Regions from separate parts of the Zea mays genome. Here all the other regions are linked to region 1. A link is a contact called in public Hi-C data. All regions are on one chromosome and are shown on one strand. Each heading gives the region's core, a stretch centred on a gene start, on an enhancer-like site or on the middle of the called end of the contact. The rest is flanking DNA. Distances are from core to core; before and after follow the strand shown.

What was found. A called contact is a pair of places that touch in the nucleus more often than the background predicts.
Region 2: a contact with region 1 is called in a Hi-C map of tassel, with 2.9 times the contacts expected there. The contact joins the enhancer-like site here to the promoter of LOC100382198 in region 1. A contact is called at or near these places in 4 of 25 Hi-C or Micro-C datasets (ear, leaf and tassel).
Region 3: a Hi-C map of tassel shows a contact between it and region 1, with 6 times the contacts expected there. The contact joins the promoter of LOC100277347 here to the promoter of LOC100382198 in region 1. A contact is called at or near these places in 5 of 25 Hi-C or Micro-C datasets (bundle sheath, ear, endosperm and 2 more).

What each region holds. Positions count from the first base shown.
Region 1 is chr6:96,064,451-96,069,572 of Zm-B73-REFERENCE-NAM-5.0, forward strand. LOC100382198 reads left to right here and starts at 2,453. Exons shown (of 19, transcript NM_001361632.1): 1 at 2,453-2,689; 2 at 4,247-4,400; 3 at 4,495-4,722; 4 at 4,851-4,937; 5 at 5,039-5,122. The coding sequence starts at 4,326.
Region 2 is chr6:95,853,915-95,859,036 of Zm-B73-REFERENCE-NAM-5.0, forward strand. It overlaps LOC100217264, which reads left to right. Exons shown (of 20, transcript NM_001359568.1): 17 at 60-194; 18 at 278-400; 19 at 551-766; 20 at 868-1,358. The coding sequence ends at 1,041. Among protein-coding and RNA genes, the nearest start is that of LOC100217264, 11 kb to the left of the region's middle. Within about 2 kb of position 2,592, at least 7 of the 20 cell types and tissues checked have an H3K27ac peak or open chromatin away from gene starts, as enhancers often do. A contact at or near this core is called in tassel, where this site is marked.
Region 3 is chr6:95,928,883-95,934,004 of Zm-B73-REFERENCE-NAM-5.0, forward strand. It overlaps LOC100277347, which reads left to right and starts at 2,063. Exons shown (of 1, transcript NM_001150939.2): 1 at 2,063-3,126. The coding sequence starts at 2,277. The coding sequence ends at 2,921. It overlaps LOC103629584 (60S acidic ribosomal protein P3-like), which reads left to right and starts at 392. Exons shown (of 2, transcript NM_001329682.1): 1 at 392-669; 2 at 798-1,210. The coding sequence starts at 469. The coding sequence ends at 959.

The DNA of each region.
Region 1 (5,122 bases), core at 1,203-3,702:
CTCAAATGGAGCTCAAATCACTAACACAAAGAATCGAATGCGTGGATTTGGAGTCTTGGAGTCTTAGGATGCTTAGTGAATGCTTAGGTGACTCCTCCATGCGCCTAGGGGTCCCTTTTATAGCCCCAAGGCAGCTAGGAGTCATTGGAGACCAACTTGGAAGGCTATCCTTGCCTTCTATCGAGTGGCGCACCGGACAGGTCCTCTAGACGGTCCGGTGCGCGATCTCCTTCCAAATTTGGCATATCGACTGTTGCTCCTCTAGGCTGATTGGCGCACCGGACACTGTACGGTGCACACCGGACAGTCCGGTGCACCAGCTGACCGTTGGAGCACTCCACATGTCGCGCGAAGATTGCGCGGCCGACCGTTGGCGCTGGCGACCGTTGGCTCACCGGTCAGTCCGGTGAATTATAGCCGTACGCCGCCGTCGAATCTCGAGAGCGGCGAGTTTACGCGGACCAGCCTAGCGCACCGGACACTGTCCGATGTGTCAGACCGAGCCGAGGATTGGCTGCATAGAGCCAAGCTTTTCCCTTTTCCTTTCTTATTCTTTAGTCACTGTTTCTAGCACTTGGATAACCATGTTAGTACACAAAAGCAATTCACCAAGTCTAGAAACATACCTTTTTTTCTTGATTTTCACTTCTCCCTGTATTTGGCACATTAGATTTTAATTAAATGTGTTGGACACTTAATCACCAAAACATTATAGAAATTGCCCAAGGGCACATTTCCCTTTCAAGGTCGGATTGCGCCAAGCCCGCAGGGATCGTGGCGCCGCAAGCTCAGCCACGACAGTCGCGAGGTGGTTGAGGGGACGAAGCCGACAGGGATGGCCCACCCGACAGCGAGAGTGATTGAGTTGCGCGCGGTAAGTGGATGGCAGGTGGGCCCGTCATGCCATTGACGCGCGAGGTCAGCGCGCGCGGAGAGCCGAGATGGGCCATTGCGCGAGAAGATGTAAATGGGCCGACTGGGGTTTTGGCCCATCACGCATTTTCTTTTTCTTTCCCTTTTTCTTTTTTTGTTTTGTTTTCTTTTTTATTTTTAGATTTCAAATATTTGAATTCAAATTTTGTTGTGAAGTTCATACTTGGATTAAATGCACAAATTCAAATACCAGTATGAACAGGTATGTTCATTTATATATATTTTCTTTATATTTGTATAGTATTTTCCTTTTCTCTCCTATGTCACTTTAAATTTCTAGAGTTCAAATTAGGTCAAACCCTAATTCCAACATTACTATCTCATTATTATAATTAAGTGCACAAGCAAAATCTTCAACATGGTGCATATATTATTTATGTATTTTTTATTAATTTATTCACCCAAAATATGATTATCTTTATGTTCTCATGAGTAAGGGGCAATAATATAAGGAGATTAGGGTAATACAAGCAAAATCTTTTTCTTATTATCCACAAGTTAGGTATTACACCGTGCCTCCTCCTCCCTCCATCGGCAACCACTGATGAGGATGTATTTTCACTTGTAAAAACCGTCTTCCTGTAGCTAGAAACCATTTTCTACTCAAACATCACTAAAACTCTACAACATAGTTGATCCATCCTAAAGATTTGGAGTAAAACTACTCTAAAATAGAACAAAGTAATGCCAAATATAGATGGTTTTCTTATAAGGCACTCCTAAAATCGAGGTTCGTTATCTATCATCGAATTTTATTTTTTTCTAAATGACACTACCGTCCATTTAATCCATATGTCTTTTAGTTAAGATTTTTTCCCGTAAGAGCTAGTTTGGAAACTCAAATTCTGATGTTAAATCTCTTCCAGGATTAAAGAGGATTGGAGAGAAAATTACTTTATTTACACATCAATTCCCTTCCCGAACGGATTTGAGGTTTCAAAGTAGCCCTAAATACCACTAGCGTCCATTCAATATTGACACTTCTGCTGGGCATTATACACTGAAATAAGTCGAATTATGCAAACAGCCTTTGATTAGAAAGCCTATATCCATTTCTCTGATCTCTGTTTCGTTAAAACCAAAGCGTCGCCGTCGTCGTCGTCTATGTTGCGCACACCATTCTGCACTGAATTCGTCTAGAACCTGCAATCGTCAGCGTCCATCTCATCCACACCACAAAAGGGTCAAAGACCACACGGCGAACAATTTTTCCCCGTTGGCCATTGACGGACAAACGCGTTCTCCCTGAAAAGCATGCTGTGAGGCTCGATATCGCTGCGGCTGTCGTGCTCCCGCAGCGCACAGGAAGGTGAGTGAGGAGGAAGAAACCGCATGCAAGGGGACGGGAGTACGGGACCGGCGGGCGGAAGACGAACGGGATTCCAAAAAAACGACTTGTCGTGGCGGAGCGGAATCCACAATAGCGACGAGCCGTCGGGGTCTGCCGGCCTGGATGCAAACCAGTCTCGTCGTCACGGACTCCCGGAATAAATACTCCCTCCTGCGTATAGCTCTTCCCTGTCCTCTCATACACTTTCTCTGCTCGCGCAAAGCTCTTCCTCGTGTAAAGACGACGAGAAATTTATGTACTCTCGCACCACCTCACAAACAGACCTGATCCTCTCCGTTTCTTTTTGTTTCCCTTTTCCCTCTTCCGCGATTCCGTCGCCCGGTTCAATTTGGACGCGCGCGGCGTAGGGCGCCCGGCGGAAACCGCCGAATTCCCCTCTTCCTCGCGCGTGCTCAGCGATTCGAGGTAACAGCCTTTTATCTTCTTCCCCTTCATCTCCGCGATTTCTTGGGGGTCGGGGTCTGAATCCCCGCCGTGTGTTGCGATTGCCGGAGTGGGGTTTGCCACTTTGAGCGGTTGCACGGCCGGTTCCGGTGTAATCTCCGCTCCCCTTTGGGCGTTACATCTGGTTCTTGCCTCGATTTTGCGTTGGGATTACGGGTACGGGTGCCTACCGAAGGGGTTGGGGTTGGTGAGGAAATGACTCGTTCGATCAGGCTAACGCGTCTTTATGCGGTATTGTATAAATTTCCTTCTGTTTCTTGCGCACTAGACCGCACTAGTGGAGATTGATTGTGCGTGCATGGGGCCTTTGATGATCAAGTAAAGCAGTTGAAACAGCGTCCCCTTGGTGTTGGAATCATGCGAAAGATCATGGTTCGCCCCTCCAACTGGCACCTTCCGGCTTCCGGGCCTTGTACTGTTCCTCAGCTTAACAAGTAGGATTGCTCGAATCATGCTGTTCATGTGTTGTTCAGCGGCTTGGAATTCGGGGGGCGTGCTTCTGTACTGTTCTTGACTCTTGTGGTGTTGATTGTGGAAGCGGCGTGCTTGATGATGCAGACGTCGTTCCCGTGGTGTTTTCTTGTGTCCTGTCCTTGAGCGAGCTTCAGTGGTCCCCGCACGTCAAATTTTACAGGCCAGGGATTTTGCGAGCTGTTGTGACGGTTTCCTGAATTATGATGGGAAAAGTTGCAACACGTGGGAGACCCTGCGGGGAGTGAGGACAAGGTCAAGGTTTTGAAGCTGCGATTTGTCCATGTGTAATGCTCACATTTTTCAGATGCAACTGTTGCATTTCTGGGTGTGTTGTCTGGTAAACTAGCTACTTGCTCATCTCATTGGCATGCCACTTAATACACGACGTGGGAGGCTCGAACCCTTTTCAGTTATGGTTTTGTAGTTCTCTTTTGCACTCCATCCTCAGTTTATCTCACATAAATGGTAGCTGTCATGTTAATCTGATTATCATGTCAATTGTCAAGTCATTATCTATTTATCTCTGAATAATTGTCTGACAACGAGCCAGACTAATATGAGTGAGTCCTTTCTTTTGCTGTTTGTTTATTTACTTCATACTTAGTTGATTTAGCATAAATGTAACCTGTTATAATCTCATTGGCAAGCCACTTAATATGCAGCGTGGGAGGCTCGAATTCTTTTCAGTTATGGTTTTGTAGTTCTCTTCTGCACTCCGTCCTCAGTTTATCTCACATAAATGGTAGCTGTCATGTTAATCTGATTATCATGTCAAGTCATTATCTATTTATCTCTGAATAATTGTCTGACAGCGAGCCGGACTAATATGAGGGAGTCCTGTTTATTTACTTCATCCTTAGTTGATTTAGCATAAATGTAACCTGTTATATATATATATATATATATATATATATATATATATATATATATATATATATTTGATTTTCATGTCAAATACTTGTCTTAACTGTCCTGAGAATGAATCAGTAGTTCTGATAAATATAACTAATCTGGATCTTCTTTATTGAACTTGTGACGCTGCAGAAAAAAATACTAACTGTCTTACTAGGAGCCTAGAGTGTCCGAATTTTTGCCATTGCTTGTCCTGACTTGCCAACCTACAATGGGATGGGGAAACACTATTACCAGACGCCTCAAGGTTTTCTCTATGGCCCTGTTTATCTACTTCGACTATAAGGTGTGGTTCTATTCCTGTTCTCAATGATGTTTGTCCAGAGACAGCCCCTTCCATTCTCTCGAAACGGATTAACATCTTCTTGATGCACAAGCAGGCTGTTCAGAAGAGAGTTCAATGGGTTAGCACTGGTAAAAAGAGTGCTATATGGAAGAAAACACATGAGCGAAATGCTCGCCGTGTCCTCAACCTGATGATAGAGTTAGAAGGTTTATGGGTGAAACTGGGCCAATATTTATCCACAAGAGCAGATGTACTTCCTGAACCCTACATAAATGTCCTCAAGCAGTTGCAGGATTCGCTTCCTCCACGACCTTTTGAAGAGGTATGCATGGTTGTCCTCGAATGAATGGAAGGATTAAAGATTGATAATTCTTGTCTGGTCCTGACATAGTATTGTCTTGGAGGTCATTTAAGCAATTACTTAACTTAGTTCTTGTCTCTGCTATGCAGGTTCGTGAAACGATAGAGAAAGAACTTGGAGAACCTATGAGTGATCTATTTGCTGATTTTGTCCTAGACCCTCTCGCAACCGCATCAGTAAGTACTGTATTAGCAAACTGAACTTTACTTATCTGATATAAATCATAGTATGCTCATTTCATATGGACCTTTTATTTTCAATGAACATTTGGTAACAGATAGCACAAGTTCATCGTGCAACTCTGGCAGATGGCAGAGAAGTAGTTGTCAAAATTCAGCATGATGGTGTGAAGGAGATCATA
Region 2 (5,122 bases), core at 1,342-3,841, 210 kb before region 1:
CTTGTTTTCGTTGTTTGACCGAGTTCCATGCAGCTGCTGACGACTTCCCATATCTGCAGGCGGAGTTGCATAATGTGAGAAGCCAACTGCTAAGTGATTTCACTCCCGATGACATGTGTCCTACAAGCACTCAGTTCTTTGAAATGCATGTTGATAATCCTTCAGGGTTTCATGAGACTGGTCACCATGAAGAGGTATATACATCATTCTGGCACAGTGACACGTACATCCATCTCCTACTTTCCATGCTAAAAAAAACGTGTGTTCTTTTCAGCAGGGTTTGCTGATTGACCTGGGGAATGACCATGATGCTTTTGGGGAAGCTTCGGAAGGCGCAGAAGCTCGCACATCTTCTGTACCTGCATCAGATCTTCTGAGTATCGATCAGCTCCTTGAAACGGTATGGCCTTTATTCAAGAAATCTGTTCTTCCTTGCTTTTCCTTGGTTTATCTGTCCTTGGGGTACGGTCATGCTGAGATGGCCTTGCTTTACAACTCGTGTTCACTTGGCATGATAATTTTCGTATTGTAATCGTGCCACTTATTTCAGGTTGGTGCAGAACCAGCACCTCAGGCTGGAGTAGTGTCGGCAGACATTGGATTCAAGGATATGACTAGCCACTGCGAAGCCCTGACGATCGGGAAACAGCAGAAAATGTCTGCCTTCATGAGCTTCCAGCAAAGCGTGCAAGCTGCAGGGGTGCCAGGCAGCCAGCCCAACCAGACGACGGAGCTGGACCTTTTCCAAGACCTGCAGTTGCCTCAGGTGGAGTACTACCTCCCATCCGCAAGGCCATTTATTCACCCTCAATAATTTCTAATTTTGACAACGTATTAACATGAATGAAAATGTCTAATTTTGAGCAGGCCGGGGCGCAGAGCACAAACCCATTCTCTGATGAGAGCGTTCAGGGATACCCACAGTACATGAACGGGCCCAACGGCGACAACGCACAGCCAGGCCAGGACTTCCAACAGCAGTCTCTGAAGCTACCGGCGGCGAGCCCGTACGACAATTTCCTAAGGGCTGCTGGCTGTTAGGAGTCCAGTTACATGGACGACAACCACCTCACCTCAAGATAGTCCCAACGGAAGATCCTGCAATTTTTCCACATTTTGCAGGGAAAGAAGAGGGGTATGTCCGCGTGTGAGGTCTTAGCTAGAGACTCAAACCGGGTTCGACACCCATTCTTTATGTATAGCTGTACGTGGTTGGGCTTTGAGCCCTTTGCTGCTGCTGCTGTTGTTTTCACCAATGCAACGTGTAGAGAGGGACTGTGGGGGAGCAGTGCCTTCTACCAGACTGTACATGTAACATGTTGCAGAAATATATGAAGAAAAAATGACGTTTGAAGGATAGATCTGGTGTAGCTCGTCGAGTTACCAGATGATGGGATCAAAGAAGCCTTTCATATTTGCGGTGGAAGTTCGTTAAATTTTACTCATGTGAGAGCATCTGATACTAGGTCTTTTACTCATGTTAGACGACAACGCCTAGATCAGTTCAGTTCACTCGAGCATCGATCGATGCAGTTCTACCTTGTACAGATAGAATGCAATAGCAAGCAAGCAAGCAGCCACATGCATGCATGGGTGGACAGCGTAGGCAGCTGCATGAATGCATGGCGTCTTGATTCACTGTTTGTTCCGTGAACTGTGGGGAAAGAGCATACAGACTTACAAAGAACTCCTTGGGGGGATTCAGCTATTTATTTATTTATTTATTTTATGTCTAAAACCTGTGAGATTCGAACCAAATCTCCACGTTCCAAACAGGACGTACGAGATTTGCGTTTTGTCTGCTTTTAGAGCGATCGAGGAAAAGAGAAATATGCAGTAAGATGATAGACCTTTATTTCTTCAGTTCATGTTGTGCTTTCCTGATTAGAGGAGCAGTCCTCTTCAGAGGATGAATCCTTGTCTTGTCATGCTGTTCTTATTGTTTGTTACAGAAACCGAGAAAAAATTGTATTTGTACTTGTTTTTTTTCCCCATCTTACTACAGGCCCGATTTATTTGGTTGGTTAGAGATCTGTGATGATGGTGGTAGTGTAGTGTGTCTCCATGTTCACGTTCATCAATTCTTAGTGATGGACTCCTACCCCTGTTCCATACTTGCGCTAAGTCTGAACATGGACCTTGCATTTGGGACATCACTAGTTAATGAGAATTGTTGCTTAGAAAGTATAGAAACGAACACTCATCGATAGATATAAACCAAATAGATCTGGATCTGAATAGTGATGTCCAAACGGGTCGCTCGGTCTGGCCCGACATGGTAAGCACAGAAAAATAGTCTCGGCGGGCCAAAAAGCACGGGTTAGTAAAAAAACGGGCTAAGCGCTAAATGGGTTGGGCCGAGCCAGCCTGCCGGAATTAATTATCTGTCTGGTTCTGATCCACTTATTCGCACCGGACCGATCTGGATCCATTTTAAGCGGGCTAAGCTCGTATCGGCCAAAAAAAATGTGCTTCGAGCTCTATAGATCTGAACGTCCCTTCACCTCGTTTTGAAACATACTAGCATTGAGCAAATGTCCGGAAGATGTGCGTGCAATGCAATGCAAGACTAGTGAGTGGATCTGAATGCCCTACTTCCTTGTCCTGGCAGAAGTAGAACACACTGAATCCAATGATACTGGTTTACCATTCTATCGTTCATTAGTGTGAGGTGCTCGTCTTCCCTGCGGCAACGACAGCCAGTACAGCAAGGAAGAAGCGCAGGTGAGGAGGAATTATTTGTTATTCATTTCCTTCCTGTCTCGCATAGCATCAGTCTACAGGTTTATACCCCTGTCCATTACAGTAGCGCAAATGGCACACGGCCCACACCAACTCGGCCCACGGCCCATTACACGACCCACTCAGCACCAGAAATCCGAACACTAGGCCTTCTCTTGCGCTTCTCCTTGGCTTCAGCTTCCTGTACCGCTTCTTCAGCACAAGTTTCTCCCGCCACGGCTGAAGAACTGCTGACATTCCCCCGCCGTTGAAAGGCCGCTTGCCCCCAAGCGGGCGCATCTGGAAACCGTGTCCGCAAAGCCTCTTCATCTTCCCAAGTTGACAAAACCTCATCGCCATCGGACCACTGGATAAGCACTTGTTGAATCGAAGACGAACCACGATGAATGACGCGACGGTCCAGAGCCCGGAATGGAATTTGAGTGCTGTCGGTCAAATCAGGCAACACTGCACTCACTTGTTGATTCCCAACAGACCCTTTAAGCTGCGAAACATGTATCACAGGATGAACAGTTGCTGACGGAGGTAACTGGAGCTTGTAAGCAACCTTGCCAACTCTTTCCAATATGGTGTAAGGACCAAAATATTTAAAACTCAGCTTATGATTAGCCCTTGTAGCCACAGAAGACTGGACATACGGCTGTAGTTTAAGATAAACCTTATCACCCACTTGAAATTCCCGCTCAGATCGGCGCTTATCAGCCTGCGATTTCATACGCTGTTGAGCCCTCAAAAGGTGTTGCCTGACAAGACTAACCATCAGCTCTCGTTGAGAAAGCCATGTCTGCAAGTCAGTTGAAACTGAAGCATCAGCCAAGGACAAACCCAAATGACGCGGTTGACGCCCATAAAGCACCTCAAAGGGAGATCTGCCCAGGGAAGAATGAAATGCTGTGTTATACCAATACTCAGCCAAGGACAGCCACTGAATCCATTTTGACGGGCAAGCATGGACAAAACTCCGAAGGAAGGTCTCCAAACATTGATTAACGCGTTCAGTCTGCCCATCCGTTTGAGGGTGGTAAGATGAACTCATCCGTAGAGTAGTACCAGCCAACCGAAACAGCTCTTGCCAAAGTTTACTAGTAAAAATCCGATCCCTGTCCGACACAATGGAATGTGGCAGTCCATGGAGCCGATAAACGGAATCCACAAATAATTGAGCCACCTTAAGAGCAGTAAATGGATGCGACAATGGAATAAAATGAGCATATTTGGAGAACAAATCAACCACCACCAGCACAGTATTAGCACCACCAGAGCGAGGAAGACCCTCTATAAAATCCATACTGACAATCTGCCAAGCATGTTCAGGTACCGGCAAAGGCTGCAAAAGTCCAGGATAACGACTCCTGTCCGGCTTAGCTTGATGGCAGACTGAACAATTCATGACATAAAACTTGATTTGATTTTTCATTCCAGCCCAGGCAAACAACTGTTTGATACGGCGATATGTCACTGGAAAACCCGAATGTCCGCCCATTGGACCATCATGTAAGGCTCTAATCACTTGGAGTTGCAAGGTCTCATTAGCCCCCAGCCAGACTCGACCTTTGTACCTCAAAATGCCTTGAGACAAGGTAAAATTACCCTGAGAATTCCTAGTTACTGACAGTTCAGACAACAACTGTTGTGCATGTGCATCACTGGAGTACCCTTCCACGACTTGAGTCAACCATTGTGGTGTACCTGATGAAATACTGAACAGCGAGGATTCACTTTCAGACATTGGTCGACGTGACAAAGCATCAGCAGCCCCATTGTCTACCCCTTTTTTATATACAATGCGATACTGCAACCCGAGCAGCTTAGTGAATACCCGATGTTGCCATGGCGTGCTCAAACGCTGCTCTGTCAAATGAGATAGACTGCGATGGTCCGAATATATAAAAAATTCAGCATGCTGTATATAGTGACGCCACTTGTCCACAGCCATCAATATTGCCAAATACTCCTTTTCATATGTCGACAATCCTCGATTCCGAGTCCCAAGTGCTTTACTCACATATGCAAGAGGATGGCCACTCTGTAATAAAACTGCACCAATGCCCAAACTCGAAGCGTCTGTTTCAATAGCAAACTGCTTTGAAAAATCTGGAAGAGCTAACACCGGGGCTGATACAAGAGATTGCTTGAGAGCAGAAAAAGCCTCATTATGCACACTAGTCCATACGAACAACACTCCTTTCTTCAGTAATTCCGTAAGTGGCTTTGCAATAATTCCAAAATTCCGGACAAATTTGCGATAATAGCCGGCAAGCCCAAGAAATCCTCTGAGATCCTTGACATTCAAAGGAACAGGCCAAGATGCCACAGCTTCAACCTTGGTAGGATCTGTAGCCACGCCCCTCTGGCTGATCACATGCCCCAAATATGCTAT
Region 3 (5,122 bases), core at 813-3,312, 140 kb before region 1:
CGTGTTAACCAAACAAAATCGCTTGCATGGACTCATCCTGATTCTAACGATACTGGCTAGACTCATACCGGACTGGCTAGACTCATACTGCAACCAAACACATGGATAGAGTACCTACGTGTGTATTGCTTGATGTGAAGTTGTTTTTGATTAGTCATAGGTATTGTAGTGTTCATGTCTATTATAAGATTCTAGCATACGCGAAAGAGCTAGCATATGGGTCGAGGCACTGAAATATTTTCCTCGATCGCCCCAGGCCCCAGCAGGGCAACAGCTAAGCCCAGAAAAGTCCTAGTCCGACCCACCAACGCGGCTCTTCCCGCGCCAGCATGGGCCCAGGAAAACAACCACTACACATAAAACCGGCCCACCCATCGCTAGGGTTCGCCCCACCAAAGCCTCCGCCCCCTTCTTCCCTGACACCCTCGCCGCCGCGCACGCACGCACGCAGGGAACCAGCGAAGAGAGATGGGCGTCTACACCTTCGTGTGCCGCAGCGCCGGCGGCGGCGAGTGGACCGCCAAGCAGCACTCCGGCGAGATCGAGGCGTCCGCCGCCACCCCCTACGAGCTGCAGCGCCGCCTCGTCGCCTCCGCCTCCGCGGCCGACTCCGCGTCCGGCGTCCAGTCGTCCTTCTCCATGGTCACCCCCAGCTCCGCCGTCTTCCAGGTCCGCTCGCCGACGCTGATCCAACGTTTGGGCAAGATGTGTCCCTGTATTGGGCAGCGATGGGTCTAGGCTGTAGTTTTTTGTCCATCACCCACACATCCAGATGTTGAATGCTTAACCCTGTGCAGGTGATCGTCGGTGGTGGCGCGATGATGGTTAGTGGCGGCGGCGGCGGCGGCGCGTCCGCCGCCGCGTCGGGTGGTGCTGCGGCCGAAGCTCCCAAGGAGGAGAAGAAGGAAGAGGAGAAGGAAGAGAGCGACGACGACATGGGATTCTCCCTGTTCGACTAGAGACAGAGTTAAGCTGCGTGTGCATGGTTGCTGTTCGGTCGTGTCGCGAAACGTGAAGAGCTCAAGCGGCCTTTTTGTTCCAGTCCCACATGTGAGAGCTTGATACGTTGTCTGGAATGAAAAATTTTCTCCAAAATTCACGAATATATATTGCGTACGCACAATACTGTAGATTAAACAATGACTTGTGTAGAGCTGTAAAATCGACGCAATTATATGAAAGCAGCACTGGAGTTTCAAACTGACAAGCATTTACATCATCACAAACTGTCAGATTCTGAGTCAGCTATCTTGTATGCTGCTGCTGTCCTCCAGAGCACAGATGGATTGGCAGTAGCGGCCACTCTTGTCCCTCGGGCCCACTCGCCTGTTGCACCGACCACCGAGGGAGGACCGGAGTAGGTGTGGGGGGAAAACTGTAGAACATGTGGGATGTAAAATCTAGTCTAGTTTTGGGATCGGTTACGAATTTGTCTAAAACAAATAGTTTGGATGAGACGAGTGGAAAACATGGGTGGTGTTGATTTCAGAAACGAATGGCGATATGACATGTGTTTTGGGATCAGAGTATTTTCGTATTTACATCCTACTTGAGTTATCGGTTCCGTACGTCGCCGGTTGGTTGTTTCGGAGTCCGTAGAAGAAAAATAGCCTAGGAATCGTGCTGCGGCGCGCACGTCGCACGGGACGGGATGAAGAGGAGAAGAAAGTCTGGAATTCTCTCTCGATTCCTCCAAGGAACGTAACATCGTGTCAGGACCTACAACCTTGTGAGGAGATTCAGTCTACTGCACTCTCTGTTTGTAACCCTGTTTCAATCAACGAACTGACCCTTTCTCTTAGGAAAAAATTAATTTTTTTTAAAAAATATTATATTATCATATAACATATTATAATATAATATAATGTATTATAGTCCCGAAAGCAACCGCGTAAAAAAAGAATACCTTTTTGTATTAGTGCAATGAAGAATAGAATTAGCTTCCTTGACCGACCTCCCATTTGATTTGGGTTTCCTGATCCGGTCCACACTCTTGCTTGCTTGCCCACCACTTCTACCTCCAATACTTGTACCCCAAGTCCCACCCAACCGAGAACCGACCAACCAAACCACCGGTGCGGTGCGGCCATGGTTGGCCTTGGCGACTCCAACACACTTGCCCAACCATCCACACGCGCATGGTCTGATGGTCCTGCCCTTTCCCCTTGCTTGTATAGTTAGTTGCCAATTGCCATCGCCAACTACCTCCTCTCCTCGCTCCTCCAACCAAACAAGCCACCCCCCACGAAACCCGCAATCCCAGCCGAAGCCGGACGATGAAGAGGGACGGATGGCAGCACGGCGCCGTCCGGGGCAGCCGCAGCAAGGTGCTGAGGACGGCCGCCGGCGACGACAACTCCGACGCCGACGCGGTCGTGGAAACGGCGGCGGCGGCGGCGAGGAAGCCGACGAACGCGTCCCGGAGCACGGGCAAGTGCCGGCGGGCCCGGTGCGCGGGCTGCCACGCGCACCCGGTCTCCAAGGCGCGCGACAAGGCCAAGGGCGCGCGCAAGCTGCGCGCCTGCGACGTCGCGCTCAACCACCGCCTCGTGTCCTGGCGCGTCGTCGACCAGGGCCCCGGGTACAGCGGCGCGTCCGCCTCCTCCCTGCTGGCGTACCTGGCCGGTGGAAGCAGCTGGCACGAGGAGGAGGAGGACGACGACGAGGGCGGAGCGGCGCCCGACGGCCGGCTCTCTGACCTCTACGACCTCTTCGTCGGCCGCGGGCAAGAGGAGGACGGCGTGGATGCTGTAGGAGAGATTCAGGCAGTTGAAGAGCAGGGGCTGCTGGATGCCAAGGATGGCGAGGAGGAGGAGGTGGAGGACGACGGCGACGACATGGGGTTCTGCATGGTTGGCACCACCATCGCGCTGGAGTTCTCCGACGGCGAGGAGGACTGGATCGTGGTCGAGGAGATCTGATTCCCATCTCGTCGTCCTCGGTTTGGCAAATTGGGAAGGGTTCCAATTTGCGAATAAGACATCCTGCCCATCCTCTGTCGGTGCTGTGGTGTGTATGTATATACTACTCCTGCTATGTTCTGTGTGCATATGGTAATCTGATCGTGGTCATGGATTATTACATGATTCAAAAAAAAACATGAATGAATTTCTCATCTGTGAATGAACGAATAATAAAGTTGACAATTGGATTCTTCAAGTGTTAATTGTTCCTTCCGAAGCGTTCTTGTTCCCGCTCTGCAGGTACACCGTTCGATCAACTCTTTCCTCTGCAATATTAATGAGTGTTTGGGTTCCTCTCAAAAAAAATTTCTTGGTTGCTTCAGTTCCAACTGTCACGGACCCTGTTGTTTGTGTGTGGTCTACGTAATAAACTTGCAGTTGTTGCGCTGTACTACTACTGGGTTCCGTTTTAAATTGTTTGCCACCTACCTACCTGCCCTGCCCCTTTTCACTCTCTCAAGCTTTCTTCATGCAAAAAAAAACTCGACCATAAACATATCTTATGATGCAGCCATGTATTTTTCTTCTTCTTTATATTGTGAAAAAGAAAGGAGAGAGCGTTTTACCCTCTATATATGTTAACTACCTGTATATCTTTTTTTTTGAAATATAACTACCTGTATATCAGTGGCCACCAAATTGCAAGTCGTTATCATCTTATGATTTGATGTCTGTGTCCCAACGGTTTGTCATTTGTGGTGAACACCTTTTCGTTCTAAGAAAGCTCTAGTTAATGGTGCTCCTGAAGACCTTTTCCATGGGCCCAAATCTCACCACACATTTCGGAGAAGGGCACCAAGAAGAACCGTCCGCGGACGCTTCAAGTTGTTCCTTCCTTCACATGGCTACTAGTAGAGTACAAGCCGGGATTCAGCGTCGGTGCAGTCTTCACATGGCCACATGCGCTGCGCGGACTGCGCGGATGGGTCCCGGACGGCCCGTGCCTGGTCAGGTGGGGAGAATGGGAGGAGATCTCGCCGTTGGGGGAGCACCGAGCACGGCGCGCTCGGTATCCAGCCCAGCAACCGTTTTGGCATCGTGTCCGGTCTACCATGGCCCGTTAACGGCCTATTACTTCCGGCCCAGCAACCCCCGGCCGCGGCGCTCACACACACAAACAAAACACCGTTGTCAAACTCGTCCCTTCTTTTCAAGAAACACATTCAGGCCAAGTATGGGCTGTGTCAACAACGAGATTATGCGTGTATGTCCACCGTTTAATTTGGAAAGAATTATCTTTTTGGTACCCGACGACTTTTATAAATCAACTAGTATAGTGCCCGTGCGTTGCGACGGCGACGACAAGTAAATTGTTCGATAAAATGTTAGTTCACAATGATTACAATGTTCTGTGACGATACGTTAGGGTGAAGACAGATAATTTACATTGGCAATACTTTCTTAAGAAGGAAGTTGAATAAGCAGAGGGAGACTGGTATTGCAGCGAAGAAGCAAGAAAGTAAAAAAAGGGATGCAAAAGTAACCACGTACTATTGTCCCAACAACAAATACAAGCGTGAAGTATGGGGAAGTCGTTGAATGTATCATAAAGAGCATAACAAAAACATGCAGAATAATCATCCATCTATTCTTTAAAAGAAATTATGTAAAATATAATTAAATGTGCCTATTTTAACTCAGAATACCGAATACAGATGTTAGATACACAAGTTACAGAAGTCATTAAAAAGTTGTGCCCTTCACAGTTTCAAAGAGAAAAACAAAATATGGCAACATTTAAACAGCGAACATGCATAACTTTATGCATAAACTACCCACATGAGTAGCGCCCAACCAAGCTCCTTAAGACGAGTATTTCTGTCTATCTCAAGCATTGCACACAGCAACATCAGCTGCAGTGCCCTGTGGTGTTAAAAGAAAATAATTTCAGCATAAAACTAATTTTCCAACAACGAATTGCAATAGAAAGTAACCACTTGCATAGGAGCATTGATAGCAGCATGCTTAATGTGACCTCTTTGGCCAAAAGTCGCATGAGCCATATTTAGAAAACGGCGTGTCACATGAGCCATATTTAGAAAACGGCATGATCGCCAAAGCAAAGTATAAAATTCACACTTCTCATGTGCTAGCTATTTCTGTTTCACTTGCCAAGCCAGAACCTTATTTCTATTGCTATACCAGAGTTTCGATGTATC